5 separate regions of the Mus musculus genome follow, and regions 2, 3, 4 and 5 are each linked to region 1. The links are chromatin contacts, called in public HiCAR-type and promoter capture Hi-C maps. All regions are on one chromosome and are shown on one strand. The core of a region is the stretch at or near the end of the contact, and the rest is flanking DNA. Distances in the headings are between cores, read along the strand shown. Region 1 holds the start of Focad (focadhesin). Region 2 holds the start of Plin2 (perilipin 2). Region 3 holds the start of Dennd4c (DENN/MADD domain containing 4C). Region 4 holds the start of Rps6 (ribosomal protein S6). Region 5 holds the start of Mtap (methylthioadenosine phosphorylase).

Region 1 (4,177 bases), core at 1,229-3,728:
ATCTGATGCCTCTGGCTTTCACAGGCATCTGGGCTCATGTAAATACACATGATAGTAATAATAATAATAATAATAATAATAATAATAATAATAATGCATTTTAAGTGCACAAAGTATTTATTTCAGTCCCAGCAAGATATAAACCAGAAAGGGTGGCACTTGCCCTAATTTCAGCCTTGGGTAGACTGAGGCAAGAAAACCATTAGTTCAAGGTCATTCTCATCTATCCAGATAAACAAGCAATAAAACAAATACATGCATACTCTGACTCTGGCTGAATGAATGAAAATATGTTAGCAAAGTGATAAAAAATTACAAATGTCATTGCATTACTCTCAACATTGTGTGACTTGAAACAGATTAAAAATCTTTTTTACACACTTTCAAATTTTGTAATCTAGTGTGTGAAATGAATGGGATCTACATTTTTAAAAAGGTTGAAATAATTTTTATAGAGGAAGCTGACAAACAACACTTGTCCAATTAGCTTAGCAATTCTTATTTACCATGATGGAAATGGTACACATAAATTCTTCTCAATTAATTGCTATTTATAAGTCACAGATTTAAACTATACTTCTAGGGCTAAGCTGTATTTTATCATATGAAAGAGCTCTATACTAATAGTGATTATAATTGATTTACATCTCTAATTAATATTAATTCAACTAACAGTTTATGGACAATGTCAAATATCATGAGGCTCGGAATATCAGAATAATTACCTTTGAAATCATTTTATACTAGAAAAGGGTGATCTCTACTATGTGTAAATACCATTAATCAATTACCATAAGAAAAATCTATCACATCTATACAGGTATTTGTTACCTTGAAGTAACAATTTATTTACTTTTGGATTATTAGGCCTCAATTAGAGCCATCAAGCAATTAAAACCCACCAAATAGTAACATGATACAATTTTAAATTATTTCAATTAAAAAAGAAACAAAAAAAAAAAACTAAGCAAGATATGGAAAACAAAGAAATGTGAACTGTTAATAAGATTAATTTGGTAAGTAAATAATTCAGTTGTTTTGGCTATCACTTATCACCAAAGCAAGTCAAAAGCTTTGAAAACTGCATTCTTGTCCAGTTATCTCTATGGAGTATTTTTATATATAACAAAAAACTTCATGATTATTACACTTCAAAATTTAGATGAGTCATGGTACTTTCTTTGCAGAAACTGGATGTCAATCAAAATTGTAACCATGCACTCACTCGCTTGCTAGTCAAGTGTTTGTGAACAGAAACACTTGTCACTGGAGCATAAAATACACAATCATAAATGACATCATGTGTTTTTTACTTAGTTGGTTCCCAACTGCTAACACCGTTCAGTAAATCTTGAACATTTGTAAATTTTGTAAAATTTGAACATTCCAAAATTACAGAATACTTGTAATCACATCCCTTTACTTTTCCATAGGAAGCACTAGGATCACCCCTCAGGGCCAATGGGCTTTAGGGTTTATTAGAAGGAGAGGGAAAAGCAAAAAACAAAATTAAATAAATAAATAAATAAATAAACCAAAGCAACAAAAAAAAAAAAAAAAAAAAAAAAAAAACCCTTGGAATAAGGTCCAAGAGAGCTTCATCTTTTGCATCTAAATCTAGATCCTAAAAATGAACCACAAAAAAAAAAAAAATCCATCTCAAATCTTGTCAACTCAGACACTAGCACTGGCATATTAAATGCAAGCAAAGGCAGGTACTATCTATCCACCAAGGAACTCATTTTAAAAGTTTGCAATGAATGAGTCAATGACGGTATGATTTCACTGGATCCAAAACTACAAACAAGGGGTCAAGGCACCATGGCTGAAACAAACTGGGATTAAGTCCTACACAACCGCAGGCGCCTGCAACCGCTGAAGCCCCACAGAAAAACTCTTCAGAGCCAGAGACCTGAGTCAGAAAACAGGCTCTGCTCACCCAAGAGCCTTTGCATTAAAGTGGACAAAAACTGCGTCTGAGTCCCGGGGAACTCAGACAGTCACCCCAGGCCAGACAAGAGGACACCAGGATCTCTGGCGCTGCCCCGAACCAGCGACCGGGTTAAGGAGGGGTGACAACCGCAACCTGAGGCAGGTAAGCTAGACAGATCGTGCCAGCCTCTCCGGCTGCCAAGCCCCTCCACTGCCAGCGGGTCCTGGAGCCTTACACCAGGGAACCGCTTGAGGCCAGATCCTCCGGGAGCCGGACGCTTCGCTGGACCAGCAATAGGGGCAGCAGGTCAAATGCCCTGCCCGCCTCACGCGACGCCACGGCCTTGCCGCCACATGCTCCGCCGCGGGCCTGCACCCCAGCCCAAGTGGTCCAGCTTCGGTCGCCCTCGCCCCCGTGACCGCGGCTGCAGCCGGACCCGATGCGGCAACTGCCCACCCGGCTGCCGCCGGTGGACGGTCAGCCACGCCGCATGGCTTACCTCACTTCTGCCACAGGCACAGCCTGCTCCCGTGCCTGACGTGTCCCACGCACCGCCTCCACCGCTCGGAGGCGGGTCCTGTCGGAGACAGCCAATACGAAACCTACTTCAAGAACCAGTCCCGCCTCCTCTGCTGGGATGCCCGCCCCCTCGCGCGCATGCGTGACAAGGCCTTGGCGGCTCACTGCAGTTAGATGTTGAAGTGAAGCTGGGTCCCAGCCCTAGCCACAGCCAGACTTCGCAGGGGTGCAGGCTGATCTTCAGGCTCTGGGATGTGAAAGCAAAGGATCCTGTCTGGAGATGCCACTGCACAGAGCCAGGGAGTCCTGTTGGCAGCTTTAGGAGATGCAGGACAGCTTCTTGATATTTGGAGATTTTGTAAATCCTCGTGACTGGAGTGGGGAGGAGGGGCAGGGGGAGCGGGGTTGGAGTACTCATGATAGCTAGGGTTCAGAGCCAGCTTGCTTCCTGGAGCTGCTGCTCAGTGACTTCATTTCTTCCTGCTGTGCCCTTGCTTCTACTTGTATAGTTGTCAAGGCCCAGGAATTTCTGCTACGGGGGAATTTGATCTAAAGAGAGCTGGCTCAAAGAACTTTACCACGACTATTATTGTTATATAACATTTATTATAGCCAAGCATTTTCTTTAGCGAAATAGGAAGGAATGGTCCCACAGGGGAAGTCTGTGACACCTGGCACAACGCAGCAGAAACGAAAACAACTGCGTTTATAAATAAATAAATAAGTTAAAAGGAATAGAAATCTATTACCTGACTGTTTCTGAAACCCCATGCACTTTTAGAAGCATTAGGACGCTTTAAAAGAAGCCTGGGTACATCTCTAGAGATTCTAATTCTGTGGTAGGAATTTAGCAAGCAGTTTTGTAAGTTAAATTTGCAAGGTCATTATAATATGCTAACAGGAAATTCTTGGTTTCCTATACTTCACCTCAGAACAATAATTACATTCCACACACCATCTCTAGATCTTCCAATAACTTATAATGCATTCATTCTGTAAGAATTTATCTAAATTAATTTTGAACATGTTCCTGTATTCAATCGCTTATATCCTTGGGGACATGGGAGTTCTGTGAGATTTATAATTACCTTTTTGGTTTTATTAGTTTGATGATATTCCCATAAGTTTTCCAACTACACAAGTACAAATTTTAGGAACATTTTAAATTTGTTTCCTTTGTCTATTCCTGTATTTGGTTTTTTGAGACAGGCTCTCATTTTGTAGCAAGCAGTTTTGTAAGTTAAATTTGCAAGGTCATTATAATATGCTTTTTGTAGACAAGACTGGCCTCAAAATCAGAGATCTGCCTGCCTCTGCCCCCCAAGTGCTGGGACTAAAGGCATGGGCCACACCCCTGGCTTATTCCTGTGTTTCTTGAGGCTCACTTGTTCCTAATCGAGCATGTAGTTATGTCTGGTATACTGTTTTAAGTATATCAACTTATTTAATTCACAGACCAAGTTGAATAGTAAAGTTATTACATTTTTTTCAAATAAGGAAACTAAGCACAAAATATGAAACACTTTGACCAAGGCTATTTACCTAGCTGATACATTTGAAACCAGCCATCCTGTTCTCAATAAAGTGTCTGTCTCCAAAACTGATAGTTTAGGATCTTGTGGGGAAATACTTACTCTGAAAGATCTTAGCCCATTTTTGACTCCAATGAGAAAATATCTTACTGAGTGAATATATTACAGATAATAAAAAATGTATCCCTCATTC
Region 2 (4,177 bases), core at 818-3,317, 1.4 Mb after region 1:
ATCCCAGATGATCCCCCAGGGGCCTCCTTCTTCCCTGGCAGACAAAAACAGAAGAAAAATTGCACATCTTTAACAAGAGGAAGTGACTCACTGGCTTGAAATGTAAAAAAGAGGCCTTTTGTAGGTGAAAGGGCAAAGAAAGAGGTCATGTTGGAGAGCCGTCATTAGAATGTGGGGGAGGGGAGTAACAAGCGGTGGACAGATCAAATATTTGCTTAGAGCAGTGGTTCTCAACCTTCCTATTGCTGTCACCCTTTAAAACAGCTGTGGTGACCTCCAACTGTATCATTATTTTGTTGCTACTTCTTAGCTGTAATTTTGCTACTGTTATGAACCGAAATGTAAATATCTGCTATGCAGATAGTCTTAGGCGGCCCCTGTGAAAGGGTTGTTAGACTCCTGAGCCATGACCCACAGGTTGAGAACCTCTGACTTAGAATAATACCAAAAAATAAAATTAAATTTAAAAAAAGGATGTAGTTGATTGTTCTCATTTTTACATCATCATCACTATCAGAAGGAGAATTGTGGGGTGGTTTGGTTTGGTTTGGTTTGGTGGGGTCAGTGTCTTGCTGTGTAGCCTGCCTGGTTTGGTATTCACTATGTAGCTCAACCTAGTCTCAAACCTGTAATCCTCCTGTCTCAGTCTCCTGAGTGCTTTGGCTCACAATCAGCTAAACTTCAGCTCCTAGCAATCCAATGTCCTTTTCTAAAAGGTCTCAGATGACATCTGCACAGATGTGGCATACATACATACATACATACATACATACATACATACATGCATACGCATGTAAAACACAATCTTTAATAAAAACATCCAGAGCATCTTTGGACTTCCAGACATTTCTTCTTTTTCTTTTTCCTTTATAATTATACGGTGGTGTCTTCCAGTGCCTGCAATGGATTGATTCAGGCACACATATTAATGAAGCCAGTTTGGCTCTTTGGACCTTTGAAAAAGTAAGCAGCGCTTGTGTGTATGCAACTTTGGGGAAATGATTGACGTGGAGGTGAGTGCTGCCCAGAGTTCAAATTCCATAGCTCCAAAGGCACCTTCCACAAGCCCCGGTTAGTAGGGCCCAGCACTGTTGCTGTTGCTCTTATTACATATTCTGGTGACAGGGGATCTATGTAGCTAGGGCACAAGAGCTTCCTTCCTATCTTCAACTGTTCCTTCTAGTTTCCCTTGCAAGGAACTAGAAGGCCTGCACCTGTATCTTTTTCCAGGAAAGAAATTCCCTGAACCCTTATGACTCCAGATGGCTGTACAACTTTCAAGATCAAATAACCCAGTTCACGTCCCTGCCCTCTCGACAAGGATTAAAAAATGATTCAGACCACTTAAAAATATTGCATAAGTCACGATAAAGTTGGCCATCTTCCTTAGTTGTTGGCTGATATCACTAAGGAGCAATTTGGAATTGTTTTACTAAAGAAAACACAGAAGAGAGGCTCAAGCTTTGCTTGTGGAAATTCAGATCAACCTTTTAATTAGAAGCTTTTGATAAGTTGTCTCTCTTTGAGAACGGTATTTTTTCTGGCCTAGAACTCACAACAATCCTCCTGCCGCAATTTCCCTAGTGCTGGCTGGGGATTACAGACCAGAGCCGCCACATCCCATGGATGAATTGTTTACATCCATAGAGCAGTAAACCAGAAGTCCCTACAGGTCATTAACGTGTTGGAATTCCACACATCTTTGTAACTTTCTTGACTTAAAGTAAAAGGTTAGAACCCGAACTTCCAGTTTTGAAGTGGTCTTTTCTGAAGACTCTGGTTAATTTGTCTGCATTTTCCAAAACCCCAAGACGCCCTGCATCTTTGCAATGCAGCTTTCAGGACCCCTGACCTAAGTCAGACAGCAGAAGGCCTCGCCCCGGCTGGCTCCTGCTCTTCTTGTACTGATCTGGGATCTCAGGGCACTGGGCTCAGGAAACCAAGGAGGCCCCCGATATTGTGGCACCAGGTTGGGGTTCCCACGCCCTCATCCCCAATGAGTGGCCCCAGAGTCCCAGTCCAGCCCAGCACAGGGTTCAGCGGCCCCAGGCAGCTGGGCTATCACGTGGCTCGGAGGCTTGGGCGGGGCAGTCAAGCGATATTTTAACAGTCGTTCTGGCCGCTTTGCTGTGTGGTGATCTGGACCGTGCGGACTTGCTCGTCCCTCAGCTCTCCTGTTAGGTAGGTCCTGCACCAGATCTGGCCCTCAGGCCGCTGCTGCTCTGCCTGCACTGGGCTCGGAACTGCAGCAATGGGTCGGTGGGGGAGGAGGGGGGAGGGAGCAGCCCCGGGCTGGTTGGGAAAGCTCTCGCTTTTGTTCTAGAGTTTTCCTTTCTGTTTGCACGTCCTTCTGTGGTAGAGCAACTTGCATTTGTCCGGTCGAGGTTTTATTTAAATGGAAACACCTCACAGAAGAACTTATAAGGTGCATAGTGAGAATTGTCTGGGTTTCCTTTAGTGTCCCACTAGGCAGCACTGGCTGCCCGCAGGCTCTCTATGGTCCAAGCTGGGCTGAAACTCTTGCTCCTCCTCTGCCTCAGCCCCACCTCACCCTTGGAAAACGGAAGGAGATATTTTATGGGCTGCTCCTTGGTATAGATACTGCTCGAAGCTTCTGCTTTCTGGACAGTTCTTCCTAAGGAACTGGGACTTTGGATTGGAGGCAGAGCAGTCTAGACAGGTTCTGTTGCTGGGCAGAAGGCAGTTTCATGTGGGTGTGGGTCACTGGGGATAGGAGATTTTACAGTTCCCTGGAGTGACTTTCTTGAGCTCAGTCAGCATTAAGGCAGCCACTGCTGGTTTCAATCTTGTTCACAAGAGTGGTAAACACCCTCAAGTATCAGTTTGATAGTCCTGATGCTGAGAGCCCGGCATGGTGGCCTGTACCTAATACCAACACTAGTGAAGTAGAGTAGAGAGAGTCAGCCTGGGCTTTAGACAGGCAGAGACTAAGTATAGCAAGGGCCATCTTTAATTCTAGCACTTGGGAGGCAAAGGCAGGTAGGTCTGGTGAGTTCCAGGCCAACCTGGCTAGCCAGGACTGTTACAAAGAGAAATACTGTCTCAGAAAGCCTACAGAAATAAATCCATTAACTAATTAAGGGCAGGTGTTTGGGGGAATCTAAGATGTCTTCTGTTTAAATGGAATTTTCTGCCTTTTGGGTTAGCATTTTTGAGAACAGGCATTTCAGAGGCATTTCTAGTGTCCCATTTAAGAGACAGGACAATGACTACTCTTTCCTATTGAAAGTGTGTAAACAGCCCTGGAGCCTCCAGTCAGGTTGTTGGCCTTGAAAAGGGCTCTGAACTAGAGGGGTGGGGTTGGGGAACTGAAACTGTCTATGCTGGAATTGTGGGCCTGCCTAGGTTGGGACAGGAATTGGTCCTCAATGTTCTGAAACCAGTTTCTTTTCTCTCCAGGCGTCTCTTTTCTCCAGGAGGAAAAAATGGCAGCAGCAGTAGTGGATCCGCAACAGGTATGATTTTTTTTAAGTATTCGTTTCTTGGTCCTTTTTCCTTTCTTGTGATTTGAGTCATTACTATCCACTCCTCCGTGTTTGCAGAGCGTGGTGATGAGAGTGGCCAACCTGCCCTTGGTGAGCTCTACCTACGACCTTGTGTCCTCCGCTTATGTCAGTACAAAGGATCAGTACCCGTATTTGAGATCCGTGTGTGAGATGGCCGAGAAGGGCGTGAAGACCGTGACCTCTGCGGCCATGACAAGTGCCCTGCCCATCATCCAGAAGCTGGAGCCACAAAGTGAGTCTAGATTCTGCGGTCAACACTGAGCCCAAGGGACTGGGTAGGGTGAGTGCTAAGTCACACCAGGGATCCCCCAGGCCTTCCTGAAGCACAATCCCTCCTCTACCCAGAAACTGTCTGCTGACCTTCCTTCACACGGATGGGCTCTTCACAGCCATACCGGTGCTCACTCTTATTACTCTAATAGAAACTTCCCAGCCAGGCGTGGTGCTCACACCCCAGCACTTTGAAGGGAGGTGAAGAGGTGTCAGTTGAAGGCAGACCATGGCTACATAGTGAACTGCAGGCTGCCTGGGCTGTATGAGACAGTGTCTCAAAAAGGAAAAACAAACAAACAAACAAACAAACAACAACAACAACCCTATACTCGAGGGTGTGTGCCGTTAGTCCAATTAGGCAGGCAGATCTTTGTGTT
Region 3 (4,177 bases), core at 786-3,285, 1.3 Mb after region 1:
GAGCTCTTGCCCAAATAACCATCCAAACCTGCCATCCTCAACTGTCACAGCCCACACAACGCGGCAGTTCCTTGTACTTTAAAACATTTGTTTTTAAGAATAGTCTCCACCCACAACTTTTCCACAAATTTCTTCAGCTACAAGCTCAAGTTTATACTACAAACGCTGTGTTTATTCCCACCAGAATGCACTCGTTTACAAATTACACAGGAGTAAATTATTAAAATACAAAACATCAACATTTCTGACACATCTTTTCTATTATTCAAATAAACAAACAATTATACTCCAAGCAAGGTACTACTGGCCAAAAATCAAATGACATGGGATCACTTCTCCAAGACCGGTAATAAAGAGGATTAGACCCCTTAATCTCAATCCATTTCTTTATAAATAGTAAATGGTCAAAGGAGTGGACTGAATAGCAGAAAACCTATTGCCACTAACTAAAAGAGCAATCCAGTAAGAGGCAGGTCATATTCATGAGCACAAATCTAAGATTATGTCTGAGATTTCTAAGTTCCCAGTCTTATCAAGAAGGCAGTTTGCTAACTTTTTAACATTAATATTGAGAGCAAAGCAGAAAATATAGTGGGTTTTATGGTTATAATGACTATGATAAAAAGTTTTCCTTTTGCAAATTTTTTTTAACAAAAAAGTCACATAATGAGTTCTAGATTCGAGGTAGTTTAGTATATTTACATGGTTATCAAATCAAATGAAATGTTTACTGAAAACCTGGCCAACAGGACACTACACCTAAGGATCTTTTCTAGCTTGCTTCTTGGAAGCATGGAGATAAGACGGCAAGACCTATTTCTAGGGACTCGAGTTTGCACACAATTAAGTAGCCTAAGTACGTCAACTGCTCAGACTACAGTGCATGACCTCTCTAGACAAAATCGCACAGCAAGTTGTGCTCTCAGTAGGCAGGAATGACGCCTTCTCTCACATTTGCTCAAGTAACTACAGTAACTGCCTTAAATTTTCCCGTGTGAAACCAACGAAATTTGAAGGGGAGCGGGGGTTGGGGGGGCGGCATTTTAAAAACTGGGTCATTCCTTATTTGTTCTCTCCAAGCACATTCTTCGGGAGGGAAACGGCCTACGAATCACAAAAAGGGGAGGGGGAAGAGGTGACAGCATCTCCAATGCTTTAAAGTTACGGCTCTTACAAGAGTCAGCACTTAGGGGCTCATTAGTTGGCTTTATTTGAGTTTAGTCACTCCAGAGCTGAATGGAGCCTTCCTATAAGTTATCCCCAACAAAGCAGCCCTAAACATCAGCCACGGTCCGGCAGAGGAGGAAATGCCCTGGATTCACCTGCGGCACCTGCCTGCACCCCGGTACCTCCACCTCCGCAGCGTCCACGGATCCTTACGCTCCACCCCAGCTGCCACCGCTCAGCACCCCGCCGGCCGGGCCAGGGCCGGAGAGCCTGGTTCCCGCCTCACCCCGGCGGCAGAGGCCAGGCCCGGTCCCTGCACCGAGTCGATCCTCTCGAGGCCCTCCGGCCGCAGCCTCTCCGAACGGCAGCCCGCGGGCTCCGGGGACCTCCCGCCCACTCACTCAGCGACTAGGCCAGCCGGCCGCTCCCCTCCTCCCGCGCGGTCCCGCACGCTACCTGAGCGGCCTGGCGGAGCGGGAGGAATCGGGCAGGGCAGCGGTGCGGACTCACCTGCGCCGGCCCAGTCGGCGACTGTCCGACACCGGAGCTTCCTGGGGTGAGAAAGCGCCGGCTACGCGGCCTGGGCACCCTCCGCTGGCAGGGCCGGGACTCCGGGGCCCCTCTGCGCCTGCGCCTCCGCGCGGCCGGGTCTCCAGGGGACAGCCTGCAGCGAGGGCAACTGCCGACCGAAGGGCTCGCGGGCCGCGGGCGCTGCGGGAGGACCGACGTCTAGGCACTGCCCGGGGCGAGACTGTCCGGACCACAGACCGCCATGTTTCTGTTCCCTATTCTTTTTTGCCTTCCCTTCCTTCCGCTCTTTTCCACAGAACACCACTTTCCCTCCCTCCGTCCCTCTCCCTTTCCTTCTGCGGGGGCGGTAGAAAGGACGCGGGGGGTGGGGTCCGAGGTCGGACCCGCCCCGCTAGAGCCACGCCCCTGTGGTTGGGCTCCACCCAGAGGTTGACCCACGCCCCCAGACTCCTACCAAGCCTCAGGCTCAGGCCACGCCTCTGCGCTTGTGCCCCGCCCCGCGAGCGCCCTCCTCCTGGCAGAATTCTGGCGGACCTCGGGGCGCTCCTTAGAATCCCGACGCCGAAGCGAGAGTCCTCCAGCTCTCCTGGCGCTAGTTGTAACCTTTCTGTTTGTTCTGCGGTGTTTTGTTTTGTTTTGTTTTGTTTTGTTTTGTTTTGTTTTGTTTTGTTTTGTTTTGTTTTGTTTTGTTGCGGTTGCCTGTGGCAGGTGACTACCGCCTCTCCAGGCTCAGGTTTTCAGAGAATGAGAAAGTGACTTAGAATAGCTCAAGGTCAATGAAAGAAAAAAAAAAGCCTAGAGAGACTTGCAGTTTCTCTTTAGTAGAGGCTGGAAGTTCCACCCATAATTGTGTGACCCCAAAGTCTGAGTGACACTGGAGGGCTGCCCTTCTCTAAGCCATCCAAAGACCTCTGAGAGACCTTAGCTGCGTTGTCTTTCTCTACTTCTATCCAGATTTTGATAACGCCAAACGAGTAACTCTTTAGTTTAGATAATCGTAATTTGCTGCCTCTCAAAGGTAACCTAGATCTCGAGGTAAACATTCTGAAGCTGATGGTTGTGAGCCTCAGGACAGAGTGCTGAGGATTTGACTCTGGTCCTAAAGAGAGCAGCAAGTACTCTGAAATAATAATCTCTTTAGCACCCAATTTTCAGTTCTGCAGGTACTGAAGGACGGAATTGGAGAGTCTTCACTGTAATGAAATTTTGACAAAATATTTTAATTTGTTTTGTTTGTTTGGCAGAAGGTAAGGTGGTGTGTAGGGTCTCACTATTTAGCCCTGGCATTTCCTGCAAGTCTTATTTGTAAATCAGGCTGGCCTTAAACACTCACCCTCCATTGCTGGAATTAAAGACTTGTGCTACCACTTGGTGACAATTTTTTTAGGGTATCAATTTTTCAAGGAACAAATAGCTTAAAATAAGTTACAACTTTTTTCCTCTTGGCAAAAGACAGATTAGGCGGCAGGGGTGGCTGGGGGGGGGGGGAGTAGAACAAAAGTGACTGATGTTTTTGAGCATGTCTTAGTGAAACCCTTTTCTTTGTATGCTGTTAAAAATTTCATTAAGCCGAGCAGTGGTGGCGCATTCCTTTAATCTCAGCACTTGGGAGGCAGAGGCAGGCATTTTCTGAGTTCGAGGCCAGCCTGGTCTACAGAGTGAGTTCCAAGACAGCCAGGGCTATCTATACAGAAAAAAAAAAACCTTGTCTCGAAAAACAAAAAGTTCATTAAATTATTTTAAATATGTGTGCGTAGCGGGTGAACTCCCGTGTTCATAGTGGTCACTTTGCTGAGAGTTTCTCTTTCATTTGCTCACGGTTTTTGCTAACAAGTGTAATAATGTTAAGTCTGGTTGATATGTGCCTGGTTGTCTATTTCTGAAGTTAACTGCAGGTTTGAAAAGTTTTGGCTTTTGACTTCTATAGCAGACACCATTTTCCTAACCACATTCGCAGTCAGAATTGATTCAAGAAGAAACAGTGATATAAATATGGTTCCATTAACAATAGTTAGGAGTTGATCTAGGGCCCTGGAAGCATCCTAACAGTCCAGCCAGCAGAAACGTTAAGGGACACATTCATATTTGAAAACCTAGCTTGTGGACTTCTTTTTTTGTTTGTTTGTTTGTTTGGTTGGTTGGTTTGGTTTTTTTCGAGACAGGGTTTCTCTATATAGCCCTGGCTGTCTTGAAACTCACTCTGTAGACCAGGCTGGCCTCGAACTCAGAAACCCACCTGCCTCTGCCTCCCAAGCGCTGGGATTAAAGGTGTGCGCCACCACTGTCCAACCAACTTGTGGACTTCTTCTACTTCCTCACCAAGGCTTCCAAAATGTTTAATCGGAGCTATGGGTTTAACTTAATAGGAGAGAACTTATTCGGCTAGAGTGAGACCCTAGGTTGGATCTGTCCCTCTGATGGCTGCATATCACTAGCCCTCAGGCACTGAAAGGGCCTCCCCTTCTCCCCATCCCCCATT
Region 4 (4,177 bases), core at 855-3,354, 1.2 Mb after region 1:
CTCTTGCTAGGTTGTGGACGCTGCCCTGGAATTCACAACTCTCCCATCTCTCCTTGTGAGTGTTAGCATTACAAGGCCCATTCTAGGAATCTTACAAAATTATGGTAATCAAAACAGTATGGCCAGGCAGTGGTGGCACACGCCTTTAATCCCAGCACTTGAGAGGGAGAGGCAGGTGGATTTCTGAGTTCAAGGCCAGCCTAGTCTTCAGAGTGAGTTCCAGGACAGCCAGGATTAAACAGAGAAACCCTGTCTCAAAAAACAAAAACAAAACTAGTGTGACCTGGCACTGGACAGCCATAACAAACCAAAGGGTCAGGTCAAGTGTGTGGAGAGCGCTCCCATCACATGCACTGCCGGAACAACTACATACCTACATGGGAAAGGAGGAGGCGAGTCTACTGTTGGAGAGACATATGAGCATGACCACTGTGCAGATTTCAATGGCATGTGTTGTAGTTCCAGCCACTTGGAAGGCTGTAAAAGGACTGTTCAAGTACAGAGGCCAAGAGGCCAGCCTAGGCAACACAGTAAGACTTGGTTTAAAAAACAAAACTCCAAGTGGACCACTGACCTAATACAAGAACTAAAATAAACAGGGACCAGTCTTTAAGATCAGATTGCGGTGGCACAGGCCTATGATAATCTCAGCACTTGAGAGGTGAAAGCTCCAGGATCAGGAGTCATCCCCCAGCAACACCGTGGAGTTTGACATCAGCCTGGGCTGCAAGGTGAAAGCCTGCCTTCAGATACCTCAGTATCACATGCAAGCTCCTCCAACCCCTCTCTCACTTGTGTGCATGTTTGATTCAGGCTCTCACTGTGTATTTCTGCCTACCCTGGAATTTACTATATAGTCCAAGCTGGCAAGAACTTGTGACAGCCGTCCTGCCTGTTTCCATAGTGCCAGGGTTAGAAGCAGGCATCACCAATGGCAGGTCTAACAATCCAAAATTTAAAAATAGGTCACAGGGTCTGGAGAGACATCTCAGTGGTTAAGACTAGTAGCTGGGCTTCCAGAGGACCAGCATTCAATTCCCAGAACCTTCATGGCAGCTGACAACCATCTGTAACTCCAATTCAAAGGGATCAGACCCCTTCTGATGTCTGAGGGCAGAGGCAGGCAGCCATACTTCCAAGGATATTGTATAAAGCAACAAAAATGTTCAACAAGAAAATCAACACACAAAATGTGATCGCGCGCGCGCGCACGCGCGCGCACACACACACACACACACGCGCCTTTAAAAGGAAGAAAAATATAAACTTGAAGACTGCACTCAGTGAAGCCAGCCAGTTATAAAAAGACAACTTCCATTTGATTCCATCACATGATGGACTTACTCAAAATTTTAGAGACAGAAATTGGTGACAGTGGTGAGCAGATGGGTATGATGTACATAGAGACTTTCAGAACAGCCAGGGTTTTATACAAAGACAGTCTCAGAAAAACAAAAGACGAGTTTGAACAGAACTGTGTGTGACTGCAGTAAACAAGCATGGAAATGGTGTTAATTTGTGTTTTGAAAAAAGAGCTGACAACGACGGTGCCGCTCAGTGATGAGCCCCGAGGCTCAATTTCCAATCTGAGTTGTCACCCCCAGCCCAGCCACAAAAGGGACAATTTTGGCAGAAGAAGAGCGAAAGCAGAGAGGCTCAAGACTCTGAGGCATACGATAGATGTCTGTGCTGGGTAAACGTGACTGCTTAGCCTCTGCGGTCCGGCGACTACAGGAGCCACTCAATCGCTGGGATCAGGACAAGATCCCGGATTGGAAATCTTCTGTACGGATGAGGGACCTGACAGCCAGGGCGACAATTCCGGTCGTGCTTTCCCATTTTAGGTACTACTAGAAACCAGGGTCGCAAACGGAGATTCGGCTCCTCAGTAGACCAGTCTGGAAGCGGCTAACCCCGGTGATAAACGACAGACCCCGTCACCAGGAAGGTCCAGGAAGCTAAAATGACAGCTCGCTGCAAACCGGCCTCTCCATAGTCTAGTTAATCTACGCCCGGAAGTAACGCCCCTCTAAAGTCACTTCCGCCGGCTGTTCTCGCGAGAACTTAGAGCGCTATGTGCCCTGGGTTAAGCGGAAGTCGGGCCTCTTTTTCGTGACGCCTCCCAGGCGCTCGGCTGTGTCAAGATGAAGGTAGGCGTCCCCGGCCAGGGCCGAGTGAGGCCGCCCGAGCCCGAGCGTGCGGCACGGCCTCGGTCCCAGGCTCGCATAAGTCCCGCACTAAGTGGAGAAGGATCCGAGGCGGGAGGGAACTCGTTTTGGCGGCCCTGGGACGCTCTGGGAGAGCGGATGGCGGGCGATTGCAGCGCCGCCGCGGTGGACGTAGCGCCATAGCGGCGCCCGGCTCCGGGCCCGGCACGCGCGGTCCCGAAGCCCCGCTCGCGGCTGGCAGCCTTGCGGCTCTCGAGCCCTCGCCACTCTGCTAGCGGAGGTCTTGAGGGTCGCCCGGCGTCCTCAGCATCCCACAGAGCTCCTGTAAAATGTCCCGTGGATGCGGCGCTTTGCCGGGCGTGGGATCCGAGCCTCGGACGCCCTGCGTTGTCGGCCCGGCTTGGGTCCCTAAGGTTCTCTCTTGTCCCCCTTTAAAACTGTAGCTGAACATCTCCTTCCCCGCCACCGGCTGTCAGAAGCTCATCGAGGTGGATGACGAGCGCAAGCTCCGCACCTTCTATGAGAAGCGCATGGCCACGGAAGTAGCCGCTGATGCTCTTGGTGAAGAGTGGAAGGTAAGGTTGTTACCGGCATCCATGTCCCAGCTTGGCGAGCGCAAGGGCTGTTTTGGGTTAAGTTTCATTAATAGAACCAAGTTTGGGGAAATGGGCCGAAAGGACATGCTTCTTTCTTGCTTGCCGTACGGAATTCAGGGTCTTAAAAAAAGCCTTTCATGTTCATGCTAGTAAAACCGGGGTAGTCAGGGTAAGTCAAAAGGAGAGAGATGGCTAGTTTACCTTAGTTGGAAACGGAGACAAAACGTGAGTGGTTGAAATTGGTCTCAGTTATTCTCCCTAGTCGGGTGTTGAACCTAAGAGGTTAAGAACCTGCACTTAGTAGGTTGGAACTGAACTAGTAAAATGTTGTTATTTTATGTTCAACGCAGGGTTATGTGGTCCGGATCAGCGGTGGGAATGACAAGCAAGGTTTTCCCATGAAGCAAGGTGTTCTGACCCATGGCAGAGTGCGCCTGCTGTTGAGTAAGGGGCATTCCTGTTACAGGCCAAGGAGAACTGGAGAGAGGAAGCGCAAGTCTGTTCGTGGATGCATTGTGGACGCTAATCTCAGTGTTCTCAACTTGGTCATTGTAAAGAAAGGTGAGGCTTTTGTTGAAGCTTGCTTGCTTGTTTATTGAGAGAGATCTGCCTCCTAGGTAGTGGGCATTGGCCCAAGAAGTTGTTTCCCAAGTGATAAACATTTAATGTCTCTATTTTGATTGTTTCTTTAAGGAGAGAAGGATATTCCTGGACTGACAGACACTACTGTGCCTCGTCGGTTGGGACCTAAAAGGGCTAGTAGAATCCGCAAGCTTTTTAATCTCTCCAAAGAAGATGATGTCCGCCAGTATGTTGTCAGGAAGCCCTTAAACAAAGAAGGTAATGGATTTGGGGGGGGGGTGTATTGTGCTACTGCTGCAGCTTTGCTTGCCAGCCCGGAGTCTGGCTTACCAGACTTTATGTTCATGGCTTTGGGGTTAGGAATGGCCAGGATTCTGAGATTACGAAGGCATTCTCATTTTAATACATTTGAAAATCCTTTAAAGCACTTGATGTATATGTAGGGGCTAGAGGACAACTTGCAGGAGAGGATTTTGGAGAGACCGGGTTCTAAGCTGGTGTTTTGGACTTACTGATGACTGGCTCTCGTATTTGTCACCTCTGGGACATAGATTATGGAAGTCAGGAAAAACACTTAAACGTAAGAAAAAATACTATGTGTTAGGCAGCATACTCATTAATGAAGAGTACAGCATCAGGTACACGATGTTACTGTGTCTGTAGGACATGGCTTGTATGTGAGATACAAATAACTCAGGACTGTGGACTTGTACATGTACTAATTAGAGTGGTACTAAAGGAAACGTGTAACTCAGTTGACAAGAGGTTTAAAAATGGTCCATTTCCCCTCATGGACAGAGTGGCTGACCTGTAGCAGAACTTGACTATCCC
Region 5 (4,177 bases), core at 530-3,029, 1.0 Mb before region 1:
CCTTCCTGTTTTCTATGTGGGGTGCTGCCTTAGCAGTTTGTGGAATATGGTGTTGGCATCATGATTTTTTATTAGCAATGTTCTCACCTGTTGCAATCTCAAGAAGAGAACTCAGCAGGTATTCCGAGCACCATTTATATCTCTAAGTTTTATTTCAAAAGCTTGCCAAGATAAAAAAAATACATATCATTCAATATTTACATAGCTCTTTCTGCTCTTAAGTGGACCACATTCATTTTGCAGGGAAACTGTGTGTTGGGCAGAAGGCTAACCAGATTAAAGCAAATTCTTTCTGTTGAGATATGCTGGTCCTTGCACAGATAGTATTATCCTGACTGGACTGATTAAGTGTGAAGTTCTAGCTATTTGGTTTTACTCACATTGTGGGACAGAGATGACAAATAGATCTATCTTCAAATCACAGGCCTCTACCTCAGTGAAATTTCCAGCCCACAATATGTTAAAATCTCCACTTTATAAATAAGTACCTACTGTACCTTGCACATGAAGACCCTTTCTGCCCCGTTCCTGCTGACTGGAACCATGGCTTTCTATAAATGTAAATAATCCTTTTCAAAATGGAGAAAAGAAAAAGTTGGCCCCTATGACCGAATGCAGCAACCTCACCCTGAGTGGTTCATGAAGCCCTGCAGGGCCCCAGTATACAATGCCCTGGCACGCTGAAGGCTAAATGCAGAGATGGGCCTCTTGCAAGGGCATCAAACGGCACTGCAGGCAATCAAAAGGATGCCTGAAGAAAACTGTGCACTTCCTGTAGCATGGGTCAGAAATTCCTAAACTGAATCAAATTAACTGCGTTCTTGGCTAATAATAAACAGCCTAGAAAGGACTTAAACACCAGTGTTTCCTGGGCTCCGTTATTCCACTCTCTACCCATCAATCAGGATGTGTTTAAAACTCCCCAAGGGAGGCTCACTCCAACTCTCAGAACTCATGCTCTCATCTGGCCAGCTGTTCCCGGCGCACAAGAGTCCCTTGTGTCCAGATCTCTGGGGACCTAAGGCCTAAGAAAATAACTCTAACTTTCAAGGTTGGAAAGCGGTTTATAAGACAGAGGCCTCCAGTCTGAGAGCGGTCCGCGCTCTGTTTCAGTATTTAAAAAGTCTCAGAGCTCCCTCAGCTCTGCGCTGCCGAGGTAAAACAAAGCAAAAGGAAATCTAAGTTTGGAGGGGGAAATGAAGCCGAAGCATGCAAAAGAGCAAGTGCCAGCTCTCCCACGTGGGCCTAGTCAAAGTAGCGGAAGCTTAAGTCCCGTAAGACTAGAGGGACCGACGCAGCAGCCGCAGGAGCTGAGCCACGCGCCAGCTCCCGCCTGGGGGGGAGTGGTACTAAAAGAGGGTGGCAGCGGGGCGCAGTCCCCTCCATCATCCCGCTCCCCCTTCTATTACCCCACTCCCCATCAGAGCCCCGGTTACCACCGCTCGGGCCCGGAATGCAGATGAGTTCAAAGGCTGGGGACATCGGGGTGGCGCTGGGTGCCGCGCGCCCTGTCCCCTCCCTGCTGAGCGGTGGGTGGGGGGCGCTCCGGCTGGGGACACAGCCTGGAGGCTCGAGAAGGAACCCTGCAGGGCTGGCCCATTCACAGCTTGTAGGGTGATCTCACCTTCACCGCCGTGCAGGCGGAGCCCGAGGCCATGTCTGCACCAGGGAAGTCCACAGCGGGCCGCAGCGTGGGACCGGGAGGAGACTGCGGGGCCGGCGTGGCGCGGGAGTGAGCAGTGCGGGGACCCACGGGCTCTGGCTCCTCCTCTTCCTCCCGGGGAGCGCGGGATTGGCTGTTCTCCTCCACCCTCCTCCTCAAATCAGGTTCCCGCCTCCCGTCCCTCTTGCAGAGTTTTCGGCTTCTCGGGGCTTCTGTTGTTACTGTGCAGCCTGATGGCGAGTCTATGATCAAGATAGAAAAGCCACTTAGGATGTGCTTGTCACTTTGTCTTTTAACTGTTTCACAAGAACATGGTGAGGTAGCGCATTACTGCCAGTTCTGCGGCGACTTGGCTGCCCCGGTGGCCAGGGCTGTAAAATCAGGGCCTGCCGCATTCCTGGGCTTTGGGGAGGGCGGAGGGAAACTGAAGAGTGCTAGCTTGAGATTCCCGCCCCCCACAGCTCTGATTTACAAACTGGTTTATTTAGCTTCTGTTTGGCGGGGAGCTTTTAAGGAGGCAGGACCCTCCCCAACACCCAGCCTGATGCTACCAGCAAGGGGCATTTTTAAAATTCCTTTATACAATGGCTAGTGATGCAGATTTGTAATCCCACTCACTCATGAAGTCTGGTCAGCAAGCAGTATGGCAAGTTCAAAGTCTTACTTGGTTACAGAGTGAGTTCAAGACCATCTTGAGCAATATTAAGAGTCTATCTCAAAAATAAACAGAGGGCTTGGTATTTAGCTCAGCACTAAAGTGTTTATCTAGCATCCAAGGAGACACTAGCTTCAATCCTCACTCCAATAAAATAAGCAAAAATTAAAACAAAACTTTCTATGCCAGGGCAGCATACGGTACAGCAGGATTCAGGTCAGGACCTGTGTCTCTGTGATGCAATACCAGCAAGACCCACTCTGACCCCAGCGACCTTTCCCCTGGATACTCTCTCTGAGAGGCCCTATCCCTTCTCTACTAGGACAATTCATTATAGCCTTTGATGGTACAAGCTGCGCCAAACAAAATGCTGGGCAGCAGCTATCTTTTTTTTTTTCTTAGTTTATTTCATTATTTATATGTATGCACACACAAATACCTGCAGGTGTGTTTGTGTTTGTGTGTGTGTGTGTGTGTGTGTGTGTTTGTCCAGAACCCAGCCTGAAGCTGGAGTAACAGGCAACTGTGAACTGCCTGATATAGATTCTGGAAACCGAATTTACCTCTACAAGTGCTCTTAACCCCTGAGCCATCTCTCCAACCCTGGGTGACAGCTATCATTTTTTAAGGTTTATTTATTACTATATCTAAGTACACTGTAGCTGTCGTCAGATGCACTAGAAGAGGGCATCAGATCTCATTACGGATGGTTGTAAGCCACCATGTGGTTGCTGGGATTTGAACTCAGGACCTTTGGAAGAGCAGACAGTACTCTTAACAGCTGAGCCATCTCGCCAGCCCTGGGTGACAGCTATCTTAAGGGTGGTCCCCCGAGATATAGAAAAAGCTACAAATTTCTCTGTGGTTGGGAAGGAGCCAAGGAAGGAGATTCTGTTTTCTTCTTCTCAGCAGTGTTAACTGAAAGTTCCCAGAGAAAAGGTACCCTCGACTCGCATTCGACGAGGCCGATGAACTAATCAGGCTTGTGGAGAGTTGGAAAGTTTCTGGCCCAGAGCCTACCTTGCCCTGTCTTGCCCCACTAAGTGGTACTTACTATCTGCCTTTCTGTGTGCCTTATTGTCCTTGTGCCTATTGGGTAAATCTTTTGGAGTGTACAAAGCTAGCTCCCACCAATCCCAAAGGCGAGCCTCATCGGTAGCATCTGCAGCCTACACTCTATCCTTCCCTATAAGTCACCTGTGTGATGTTTTCAGGAATACATTCAAAGTGTTTTCCTGTGTGACTTTTGTTGTTGTCGTTGTTCCGTTCCTATGACAACTTGGTGAAACTGTTACTGTCCTGGAACATAATTTGGGTTGAACTAAATCTGTGTTCCCTGCCCTGGCCACTCATGCTTGGGTCCAAAACAAGTTCTCAGACTGTCTTTGGTGTGAGAGCTGGTGTTTATGTCAGTAGTAAAGCAATACCCGTACACCTCCATTTAATGAATCTCCACCTTCTGTTGGTGTGGATGCTGCCTGATGCTGTGTAGACCCATTCGTCGCCATTATCCACTCTGTGTCTAAGTTTTCTCAAGATATAAACATTTCTTCTGTTACAATCATTTTAGGTTATAAAATACAATGGAAAGCTGGGTGTGGTGGCGTAAGGCTGTGATTTTAGCATATAGAAGACAGAGGCAGGAGGATTGTAACTTTGAGGCCAGCCTGAGAAACATAGTGGGATACTGTCTCAGAAACCTAAAAACTAAACATAATGGCAGAAGTGATACAAAAATATTAGGTTAGGATGTGGTAGTGAGCTGGCTCAGTAGGTAAAGGAGTTCGCTGCCCAGCCTGATGTCAGAGCCCAATGAGGAGACTATAGAGAGAACTTCTTGTGTTTTGTATGGATGTATC

The links. HiCAR-type assays count read pairs that join an accessible place to other places. Capture Hi-C pulls out chosen DNA fragments and counts their contacts.
Region 2: a HiCAR-type map of astrocytes shows a contact between it and region 1, with 2.1 times the contacts expected there. The contact joins the promoter of Plin2 here to the promoter of Focad in region 1. A contact is called at or near these places in 1 of 39 promoter capture datasets (hippocampal neurons) and 1 of 115 datasets of contacts at active chromatin or transcription factors (astrocytes).
Region 3: a contact with region 1 is called in a promoter capture Hi-C map of liver, with 2.6 times the contacts expected there. The contact joins the promoter of Dennd4c here to the promoter of Focad in region 1. A contact is called at or near these places in 1 of 115 datasets of contacts at active chromatin or transcription factors (astrocytes) and 1 of 9 other capture datasets (liver).
Region 4: a HiCAR-type map of astrocytes shows a contact between it and region 1, with 4 times the contacts expected there. The contact joins the promoter of Rps6 here to the promoter of Focad in region 1. A contact is called at or near these places in 3 of 39 promoter capture datasets (embryonic stem cells, hippocampal neurons and pre-B cells), 2 of 484 Hi-C or Micro-C datasets (B cells and muscle stem cells) and 4 of 115 datasets of contacts at active chromatin or transcription factors (astrocytes, embryonic hindbrain, embryonic stem cells and 1 more).
Region 5: a promoter capture Hi-C map of liver shows a contact between it and region 1, with 2.9 times the contacts expected there. The contact joins the promoter of Mtap here to the promoter of Focad in region 1. A contact is called at or near these places in 1 of 39 promoter capture datasets (cranial neural crest) and 1 of 9 other capture datasets (liver).

The regions. Positions count from the first base shown.
Region 1 is chr4:88,092,931-88,097,107 of GRCm38.p6, reverse strand. It overlaps Focad (focadhesin), which reads right to left and starts at 2,478. Exons shown (of 44, transcript NM_001081184.1): 1 at 2,433-2,478.
Region 2 is chr4:86,667,949-86,672,125 of GRCm38.p6, reverse strand. Plin2 (perilipin 2) reads left to right here and starts at 2,067. Exons shown (of 8, transcript NM_007408.3): 1 at 2,067-2,181; 2 at 3,421-3,476; 3 at 3,564-3,759. The coding sequence starts at 3,447.
Region 3 is chr4:86,746,413-86,750,589 of GRCm38.p6, reverse strand. It overlaps Dennd4c (DENN/MADD domain containing 4C), which reads right to left and starts at 2,035. Exons shown (of 32, transcript NM_184088.1): 1 at 1,678-2,035. Gm6521 (predicted gene 6521) reads left to right here and starts at 1,186. Exons shown (of 1, transcript NR_168733.1): 1 at 1,186-3,065.
Region 4 is chr4:86,855,294-86,859,470 of GRCm38.p6, reverse strand. It overlaps Rps6 (ribosomal protein S6), which reads left to right and starts at 2,104. Exons shown (of 5, transcript NM_009096.3): 1 at 2,104-2,150; 2 at 2,612-2,743; 3 at 3,115-3,325; 4 at 3,458-3,604. The coding sequence starts at 2,145.
Region 5 is chr4:89,134,972-89,139,148 of GRCm38.p6, reverse strand. Mtap (methylthioadenosine phosphorylase) reads right to left here and starts at 1,779. Exons shown (of 8, transcript NM_024433.2): 1 at 1,625-1,779. The coding sequence starts at 1,657.